2 separate regions of the Mus musculus genome follow, and region 1 is linked to region 2. The links are chromatin contacts, called in public HiChIP or PLAC-seq maps. All regions are on one chromosome and are shown on one strand. Each heading gives the region's core, a stretch centred on a gene start, on an enhancer-like site or on the middle of the called end of the contact. The rest is flanking DNA. Distances are from core to core; before and after follow the strand shown.

Region 1 (5,412 bases), core at 2,876-5,375, 88 kb after region 2:
CTCACCTTGATGGACTGTGACCTTGAACTGTGAGGAAGAATAAAACCTTTCTTCCTTAAATTTACATTTTGTTGGGTACTTTGTCACAGTAATGATATAAGTAACACACACAAACACACATGCACATAAACACATGAATGCATGCATGCACAGACAGGCAGACAGACAGGTACACACACACACATACTTAGTGATATCCCCAGTCCAAGTATGTGTGTGTGTGCGCGCGCGCATGCACATGTGTGTGGTCAAATGCATTGTTGCCATTATTGTTTTGTATTTGGGTTTTTTGTTTGTATTTGTGTTTTGTTTCAAGTTTTTAAGTGTGCTGTTGTTTCTAAACACCAGGGGTCTCCAGCCCCTACAGTGATCTTGTTCATCCTTATGCCTCTGCTTCTCCGTCAGGGTGGGGCTCCATGAGGGTGCAATAAGCCACGGAAGGAAGAGGGCTCTGAACTGTCTCTTATGTCCTTATTTCTTCCGAGGTAGGGTCTCCTGTATCCCCTGACATTCTTGTGGTCCTGCCTCATCTCCCTGGGGCTGGAATTCCAGGCTTCACCACACCTGGTGCTGGGGATTAAGCCTAGGACTTTTACATGCTAGGCAAGCACTTTACTAACTGAGCTGTATGCCCAGCCTCTGTTTGACATTTTCTGTTAAATTAGCATAATACAGACTAGCTGGAAAAGGCAGGGAACGCTAAGTCAAAGTCTAGAGAAATGTCACATCTGCTGACATCTGAGTACTACAACATGTCACGTTCCCTCTGTCTGAACGTAAGAGACACTTGCCCACTGGAGCTCATCTCCCTTAGTCAGAGTCTCCCAGAGAGGCTTTGACGGACACTCCTGCAATTGCAATGCTTTGGAAGCTGAATCTGGAAGATTACAACTTTGAGGCTAGCCTGGGCTATATAGTGAGACCTTGTTTGTCCTTAAGCTGTTAACTCCATCACATTCTGAACATATATAAAGCAGTGAGGGGCCCTCTGGGAGAGCCCTGAGGCAGAGTCCTGTCAGACGGTGCATGTGAGGAGCTTGTCTCAGCCTACACAAGTCCTAGCAGAAGCGTCTAGAAGGCAAGGGTTGGAGGCCAGAAGATAAGAAGTTTCACTTGAGGGGCTGGCTAGATGGCTCAACGGGTAAGAGCACTGACTGCTCTTCAGCTCAGAGACTCTCCTTTCTCTTTCCTGCATTTTCCTAGGTTCACTCCCTGTCTACTGGTTGCTTGCCCTGCCTCTTGACCTATGGTTGACTTTATTTAATCCTATTTACAGAAAGGTCTTGGGTTAAAGGTGTGTGCTAGGGCTGAGCCACACCATAACAAGAGGACGTTTTTGCAGTTCACAATCTTGGGGTTCACAATGTGATCAAATATCCTACAACACTGAACCCTGGGAACCATGAACTTACACAAAACCTTGCCACTCTTAAATTGGTTTGCTTGGGTATTTGTTGCTACAGAAAGTTACCTGGCACTGTTATAGCATCTGTAAGCAAGGGGAGATTTCTTTCTCGGGTAACAGAAAAAACATTGCTTCTGCCTCTAAGGGAGACCCAAGGGAGTATGGGAGTGGGGAGTTGTGTGTGCATGGCTTTTCTACCCAAATGTCTACATCCAATTCTCAGGTTTCCACTTCTCCTGTGTGTGCTGGTACTTTGATGGAGGTGACTAAGAAACTGCCTTGGGGACTCTTTGACACTTGGCCCTCCTAGCAATAAACTGATTTTCAGGCAGCTTTTTTTTTTTTTTTTTGAAAAAAAAAAAAAAACAAAGCAAAGCAAAACAAAACAAAACATAACAAGTCTCCTTCAAAGTTTCTACAGAGACACTATGGTGTCCACAATGTGCCTTAAGATGGCAGCTGGCTGCTCTGACCCTTTTTTCTCAGGGCTTCCAATAAAGCTAAGAAAAACTAGTCTGCAGGCTAAGCACGGTATCATACAGTTTAATCCCAGCACTTTAGGGGGAAGATGCAGGGGGAATCGTTATGAATGCAAAGCCAGCCTGGTCTACAGAGCAAGACCCTGTCTCAAGCAGCGCCTGCCTCTGCTGGGATTAAAGGCGTGCGCCACTACGCCCGGCACCCAGTCTGTTTCTTAACTATTGTCAGCATTGGCCTCTTGCTCTTCCAGGGCCTCAGCACCTTGTCTTCGATGTGCATCTCTTCTCAGAGTCTTTAGGAATTGTGATGCTGCCAGCCTGCCCCTCCCCCCATGTCCCACCCATTGTATCACCAGCCATGGGGCTGCCGCTGCTTTCTGACTCGGGTGCACTGGTTCCAAAGGCTGGGTACTGGGGCTGAGGGGATGACTTGTGGGTCATAGCATGGGGACCCGAGTGCGAATCTCCAGCACCCACATAAAGGGCTAGGTATGGTTATGTGTGCCTGGAACCCCATCATTGGGTTAAGCCCCCCCAGGAGAGACTCTCAAGTGAGCATTTGCCCCTATCAGATTGCCCGTAGGCAAGTCCGTGGGGCATTTTCTTGATTGATGATTGATGTGGTGGGACCCAGCCCACTATGGGTTGTGTCACCCCTGGGCAGGTGGTACCGGGTGGTGTGAGAAGGCAAGCCAGTAAGCAGCATTCCTCCACAGTTGTGCCCTGACTTCCCTCAGTGATGAACTAGGACTGGGACGTGTAAGCCACGTCAACTCTTTCCCTGCCAAGTTGCTTTGGTCATGAAGAAGATGAGGAGCCCATAGCGAGCATTTGGGGTGGCCTTTTCTCAGGGTCTGTAGCTGGAGTAAGATCAGTGGGGGTGAGGTTAGCAGCAAATGAGCGAATGTGAGACAGAAGAGGTGTTGGGCATGCTTGCACGTCTGAGTTCATAAGCTGATGTTCATTCCGGACATTCAACAACAGTGCTCCACATGCACTCTGAGCCCAGTTACCCCCTTATATAATAAGGGCGCCCCCCTCGGGTTTGCAGCATTGTTCTGAGAGTTGGAGGTCCTGCATAGACAAAGCCCCTCCATATGAATTATATTAACTAATGTGTGTTATTACACCTGACAGCTTGCCAGTTAGGAAAACATTATCTGGAGAGACGGCTCAGTGGAGCACTGACTGCTCTTCCAGAGATCCAGAGTTCAATTCCCAGCAACCACATGGTGGCTCACAACCATCTGTAATGGGATCTAATGCCCTCTTCTGGGGTGTGTCTGAAGACAGTGGCATACTCACATACATAAAATAAATAAGCAACTCTTTTTTTAAAAAGAAAAAAAAACATTATCAATCATGACTGATATTCAGAGTATGTTAGAAGTCAAATTGGAAGTACCCTGCAGGTGAAGCTAAAGACACTGGTCTCCTTGTATGAGCTGTGAATCAAGTGTCTGCTGTTTACACTGCTCCCTCCCAGACAGCAAAAACTGTCTAGGGACCCTTTCAGTCCGTGATAGAATACTGTGAACAGTAATTGTATGCTACTGCCTTGGCTGGTACTGGCCACCCGGAGACTAGAACCATTCCGGATCTTTTTGTTCTCAGTGTTCACAGGCTGGCAAAGATAAGCAAACAGAATTCAGGCAAGCATTGCCAAAGCAGGGTGAAGCCCAGGGGATTAGCAGAGCAACAGGAGTCCCAGAGGAGACGATAGCATCCCCTATGGGCAGGGGGAGACAGTTTTCCAAGCCTGGAGGTCCAGGTAGGAAGCAAACCACAAGGTCGCTTGCCAGACTATGCCAATGTTGTTAAGTCCTGCTGTTTTCGAGGTGACTGTCAGACACCTAGGTGGTACAGCTGAGGGGCCAGCCCTCTGTGAACAGTGACAAAAGAACTTCTTTGATTCACAAGCCATCTGCTATGGTGCCTTCCTCGCTGGTTAAGTTTTCATGGCCAGAGAAACCAGGAACTGGTGACCTATTTTCTTTTTCTTTTTCATTTTTCTCTTTGCATAAGTAAAACGTATAAACAATGAGTAAAACACTCCCGAACTCCTGAGAATTCGCCCCACTTCGCCTGTCTCTTTAAGACCACCGAGAGGGCGGGACTCAGCACCGAGTTACTTGGCGCTCCGGTGTCTTCCGCGTTTTCCGAGTCTTCGCTGGGTGACCGCGTTTGCTTTAAGAGAGGAGGCGGTGCTCTGCCCGGAGGAGGCGGAGAAATCTAACACCCTCCCCCGGATCTCCGGCTTCCGGGATTGGACTGACCGGCTACCAGTGCAGAGCATCCCAGGCCCCAACCTTTCCTGGACAGTTGGACCTCTTCCTGAGAGGTGAGGGCGTCAGGGCTTCTGGGTCAGTTGGGGAATCTCCTACCCTCCCTGTCCTCTGTTGCTCAAGCATCCCCCACCACCACCCAAACCCTGTCTGTGCATCCCTAGATCCCTGACTGCAGGGTCGCTAACAGTTAAGAGCTACTAATTGCCTGGCTCTTCGCTAAGCTCCTTACACGCACTACCTTATAGAATGGTTTAGACACCTTCACGAACCCATTTTACAGATGGGGAGCCTCAAGGAGCGCACACACAGCAGAGAAACAACAGAATCGGGACTCAAACCCAGGTCTGTCTGGGACCTTAAGCCGGCTGCACTGGAATGCTTTCCCCACCACCTCTCCCAAACCCTAGGCTCCCCTTCCATTTTCTTCCATCTCCAGGCTGCATCTGGCCCCTAAACATTCACGCGGCAGCGAGTGTCCCCCGCAGCCAGTCTCTTTTTGTTGATAGGACACTCTTCTAACTCATGGTCTCCGAGCTCACCAGATAGTCTAGGATAACCTTAAACTTACTCAGTCTCCTGCCTCCGTCTCCTAGGTGCTGGGATCGCCGGCATGCACCAGATTTTGTAGGTCCTGAGTATTGAACCCAGGACTTTGTACTTGCTAGGCAAACATTCAAATGAGCTACCACACCAGCTTTCGGTTCCTCTGTAGGCTGTCCAGTGTCGCTCTGGATGGTTCTTCCCTGCACTGGGTGGATTCCGCTCACAGATGTCCTGATCACAGGCTGGGCTGGACATCCACTCACAGAGTCCTGAGTGCTTCTCGACTCTCCTGTGTTCAGTTCTCACCCGTCACATACTCTATTCCCAGGTGCAGTTCCCTTATTCTCCAGCTCACTCCTCTTCTTTAACTCCGAGAGGCTGCTCAGCTCTATACCAACTCTCTTCCTGAGCTATATTAATATAAATATCAAGTTGTATGACCTGTGATAGTTATATAAACTATCAGTCCCCGTTGAAAGAGTAGGCAAGTGTGTGTGTGGGGGGGAGGGATTGCTCAGCAGGTAAAGGTGGCTGTCCCCAAGCATGGTCCTAGTCCCATTCTGGGTCCCTAAGGTAGAAGGAAAGAACTGAATCCCATAGCCACAGAAGATAAAGAGATGGTAGTAATCATTTTTAGTTTCTGACCCACTATGTGGGGCAGGCCACCCTTAAACTCACAGAGATGTGCCTCCACAGT
Region 2 (5,092 bases), core at 2,129-4,628:
AAGAATTACCAGCAGGCCTGCCTGGCCCCTTCAGCTTTTGAGTAGCCAGAAGAAAGACACCCGAGCACTCATCCGGGCCCTGTGGCCAGCCTGGCCAGCGCCACTTTGAGGAGCAACTTTGATGGCGGTGAGATGGGTCAGCTGGAGCATTTGTTGGAGAGATGGCAAGCGAAGCTGAATGGTTCACACACTGTGGAAAGAGGCAGAACTGGAGAAGCAACAGGGGTGAGGAGCAGGCAACTATGAATTGCTGGCACAATCACCATGGTGATGTGTGCATCCAAGCTGCTGCCAAGGGCCATGTCCAGTCCGTGGTCCTACCTCAGTTGGGGCCTATGCTGATATCTATGGACTGTGTTGCCACCTAAGGCCATCTGGATGTCAGTGGTCTGGGCTGCTGCCTGAGACCATGTTGATGTTCTGTGGGCGTGTTGATGCTGAGGGAATTGGGGGGAGGCAAACTGGTCTGCTGCCACTGGAATGAACACGGCCCATGCTTCCACCAGGGGCCATGTCTGGGTCCTTGGTCCTATCACAGCTGGGGTATGTGTTGATGTCCCAGGCCCATGTTACCACCAAAGGTCATGTGGATGTCCTGGTCTGGACTATTCCTGAGGCCATGTTGATGTCACAGCACTGTGCTGAGCAGGCCCCGCCTCTCATCCACCACCACACCCTGGAGAGCTGGCACTGCCTCTTGCCTGGGCAGCATCAGAGAGCTGGCTCTGGTTCTGGAAAGCTGGCCCCACCCCTTACTGGCTACAATGCCTGGAAGAGCTGGCCCATCCCTTGTCTGCCTCGAGGTGGCTCATCTACCCCGCCTTCTGCTTAAGATCACCGATTACACACACACACACACACACACACACACACACACACACACACACACACACACCAGCTAAAGACTACATTTCCTGCACACCAGCCCTACGTAAAAGCCACTGAGTCTGCATGCTTCTAAGAATGAGGGACTGGCTCCTTCCTGACAGCGGAGGCTCTGCAAAGCTGATTCTACCAGATTTTCAGATTTTTTTCAGGTCAGTCTAGATCCAGAAAAGGTATTTGTTCCCTTGGTTTCAGGAAAGCCTTCCTTTACAACCTGGGGATAGTCTCCCAAGAGGCATCTCAAGCTGTCCCATAGCCTTGGCTGTTCCTTGTGGGGTCAGTTTTTAGCCACCTCAACAAGTCTGGAAGCAGAGTTGGACACTGGCTTCCTCTTGTGAGCTATGATGGTTGAGCTGGCCCGGCCACTACTGTCCTGCAAGGTAAGGACAGGGGTGACTGGATCTCTGAGGCCACAGACTGTTTTCTTCTTGGGCTTGTTCCTCATAGCATACCAGCATGGGTCATGCCTCAGTCTTTTTTGACAATCAGCCCCCACACATCAGGTTTTCCTGACTGCCTTCTCTACTTCCAGTCAAGTTGCCCGTGTCTGTCTCCTGTGCCTTTTCTGCTCAGAAGCTTTCTTGGTCATTCTTGTTTTCCTTAGTTCCCATAATGGCACACTGTTCTGTCTTCCTGTTTGACCATCTCTTCTCACTAAACCCTTCATTCTCTGCCTCCCTCTAGATACTGCCACCCTCTAGGGCCCCATCGGTAGTCATCTATTTGAGGAATTCCTTTCTTCCTTTTGGAATATGAGGGTAACTGCAGAAGTCTGATTTTATTCTCACCTCTGACTCATCACTGACCGGCACTAATTTCTCTCAGCTCCGTCACTACTTCCCCCCAGCCCCCAGCTATGCTCTCTGTCTATTCTGGGTTTTTTTTTTTTTGTTTGTTTTTTGTTTTGTTTTGTTTTGTTTGCTTGTTTTTTTGAGACAGGGTTTCTCTGTGTAGCTCTGGCTGTCCTGGAACTCACTTTGGAGACCAGGCTGGCCTCAAACTCAGAAATCTGCCTGCCTCTGCCTCCCAAGTGCTGGAATTAAAGGCGTGTGCCACCAGCCCAGCTTGTCTGTCTATTCTAGCTCTTCATCACGAAGCAGAGAGCCTGCCTGGTAGTAGGTGCTTCAGCAACACAACACGAGTGAAAGAGCACGTTCTATTCCACATCCCTCTGCCTCACCTCACGTCTCACATGGCTCTCCTATGGCCTGCCCTCCACATCAGCCTTGGAGGCTCCTTTCTGAAGCATGGATCCCTGCCAGGCTAAGTTCCTCAGTACTCTACGATCTCCCGGAATCGGTCCTCGGTGACGGCTCTAGCTTTATCACACAACTCTCCACTCCGACATCTCTGCTCACCCACAGCTCCCCTGAACTCCACGTGTGGAAGTACTGTCACTAGTTTGCATGCTCCAGAGAACCCTAAAGGCCTGGCCTCTGTCCTCTGAGACTTGCTAGCTCATATGCTTCCTTCAAACCCACTTGGGCATCGTTATCACTTGGGAAACATCCTCGCCTCACAGCTTTTGATTACCCATTTGAACATCTTGCTGTGGACTCACACTTCCCAAAGCATGCAGACATCATAGTATTGGCTACACTCAGCAGGAGGTGGAAAGTCACTTGTCTGCTTTTTCTTAATTAAGAGGACGATGTGACAATGTGACTATGTGACTGGAAGAACAGATGCCAAAGGTAAGAATAAAATCAGGCAGAAAGCAGTTACTTGAGGGCAGAAATTGTCTCATTTGCTCTGCCTACCTGGGCCTGCTCTAGGTGCCCAATAATTGTAAAGGGATGACTGTGCTGGCCAGGTTCCCCCAGAGAAGCAGAACAGGTGTTTCTCTGTGTGTATTTCTGTCCATCGACCATCTGTCTGTCCATCCATCCATTTATCCATCACATCACTCCATCCATCTTCTCTAGCAGTACCTGTCTGAGAGACTTCTTTTAGTGAACTGGCCTGTGCCAATACAGGGGCTGGCAAGTCTGAAGCATTTGTGGCGGGCCAACAGGCTACAAGTCTCCCTTCTTCACGTGGTCTTTGTCTTTTCTCTCAAAGCTGTTTGCATGATATGCATATTTTGATGGGAAATCTGTTTTAATCAACATTTACTAATTTCAATGTTAAGCTCATATTTTAAAAAGGAGCTGATATTTTGGAATATATATGTATAATATATACACATAAATATATATAAAAGATATATTAAAAATATATAAAAACACAATTTTTAAAAAGAGGCCATAAATTTGAAAGAGAACAAAGAGACACACATGGGAGAGTTTGGAGGGAGAAAGAAGTGGGAAATGTAATTATAATCAAAAGAAAAAACTGGTGCTAGATATGTAGCTCAGGGTAAGTGTTTGCTTTATATATGAGGCCCTGAATTTGATCCTTAGAAAACAACAACACATTTTCAAAGCAGCATGTAGGCTGGTGTTTGACCACATCTGGGCGCCATATCTGAGTCACCTCGACACAAGGCTGACAACCACAGTGAACCTCAGCTTCCCCATTTATAAAATAAATAGTTGTTACCATGCTCTAGGATTCATAATTGTAATATCTGGGGTAGGCTTGCACTCCCACTCACAATCAGGAGTCCATTGTTAACTACATTTTACAGATAAGGAGACCAAGGCAGCAAGGGAAAGATTTACTGAGTAGAAGAAAGAAGGTCTAGACTGGATTTTCTGATTCTCAGCCTAGAACTGATCCATCTGGCCCTGAATAATCATCTTTGAAATTTGGAAGAAAGGAAACTGTCAGAGCAGGAGCTGACCTGAGGTCAGCTACAGAGGCACACACTAAGTCTGGTGCCATCACCCTGATATCAGGATAGGCCTGGGACTATTTGTTTATTTGCTTATGCAGAAGTTTCACCTCCCAGCAATAAGACTCAGACTCAAAATACATTTTCAAATACCTTGCTATATAGCTAGGCTTTTCTCTTATTAGATCATAACTTAAATTACCCCCACTTATTCTCAGTTATCTTCCTCAGGCAGATCTCATATGCCTGGCTCTATCCCAGAATCCTTCCTGCCATCCGGATGTCCCACCATCTATTCTACCTGTTCCTATCGGCCGTAGGTTTTTTAATTGACAGGTGATGCATCCATATAATACTTAAGATATTCTCTCTACAGCTCATTTGTTTACTGTTTATTGTTTATAAGTGTGTGAGTGCAGGCATGTTTACACCACGGTAAACATGTGAAGGTCAAAACACAGCTCACAGGAATCAGTTCTATCTGTCACTTTGTGGGATCCAGGGCTCAAACTCATATCTTCAGTCCAGCACACAGGCACTCCTGCCCAGTCAAGTCATCTCAGGAACTCTTGACTGTAATTTCTCTTTTCTTTTTTTTTTTTTTTTTTAAGATTTATTTGTTCGTTTTATGTATGTGAGTACACTGTAGTTGTACAGATGGTTGTGAGCCTTCATGTGGTTGTTGGGAATTGAATTTTTAGGACCTCTGCTCACTGTGGTCATCTCTGCTCATTCTGGTCGGCCCCATTTGCTCTGATCAACTCCGTTCGCTCAGTCCCTGCTTGTTCTAGCCCAAAGATTTATTTATATTATCAATCTTCCTCGTACTTTCTTCTCTAGGATGTTAACACATTTCTCACTAATTTTAACCCTCTCTATTCCATCAATCCACTTTCCCCTTTCATACCATCTGATTTCTGCTGCACTTCCTACATAAGTATACTGTAGCTGACTTCAGACGCACCAGAAGAGGGCATCAGATCTCATTACAGGTGGTTGTGGGATTTGAACTCAGGACCTTCAGAAGAGCAGGCAGTGCTCTAACCCACTGAGATATCTCGCCAGCCCTTCTCTTTTCTAGTAAAGAGAGTATAAGCCTAGACAGGACTTGATACCTAGTAGATTAAAAACAACTAACTTGGGGTCTAGTATAATTTTCAAAAGTAAAGGTGGGAGACATGTAGATTAAAGCTGGAAAATCTGAGCTCCTGCTCTCTACTTGCTTGGAGTCATATAGAACAGGAAGTTGCCAGAATGTTCTCATACAAATCTATGGCGCTAGGCCTTCATGTTTGTGCCAGACTGTGGCTGCCGAAGCCTTCAGCGGAAGGACTAGACGCAGCACAGCTTCTGATGAGGTGTCCTGCTCACCTGACTTAGTATGATTGTTTCTTTTCAACATTCCAGAAAAGCAGTTAGGTTAAAAGAACA

Evidence for each region. HiChIP or PLAC-seq counts read pairs in DNA pulled down with a chosen protein or histone mark.
Region 1: an H3K4me3 HiChIP or PLAC-seq map of bone marrow-derived macrophages shows a contact between it and region 2, with 2.5 times the contacts expected there. The contact joins the promoter of Yipf1 here to the enhancer-like site in region 2. A contact is called at or near these places in 3 of 39 promoter capture datasets (frontonasal cranial neural crest, liver and macrophages), 5 of 484 Hi-C or Micro-C datasets (the AML12 cell line, the CH12 cell line, embryonic stem cells and 2 more), 11 of 115 datasets of contacts at active chromatin or transcription factors (the 230-238 cell line, the SCID.adh cell line, bone marrow-derived macrophages and 6 more) and 3 of 9 other capture datasets (adipose tissue, liver and pancreatic islet).

Annotation. Positions count from the first base shown.
Region 1 is chr4:107,310,238-107,315,649 of GRCm38.p6, forward strand. It overlaps Yipf1 (Yip1 domain family, member 1), which reads left to right and starts at 4,126. Exons shown (of 10, transcript NM_145550.3): 1 at 4,126-4,225.
Region 2 is chr4:107,223,108-107,228,199 of GRCm38.p6, forward strand. No RefSeq gene overlaps it. Among named protein-coding and RNA genes, the nearest start is that of Ldlrad1, 17 kb to the left of the region's middle. Within about 2 kb of position 3,379, at least 6 of the 459 cell types and tissues checked have an H3K27ac peak or open chromatin away from gene starts, as enhancers often do. A contact at or near this core is called in bone marrow-derived macrophages, where this site is marked.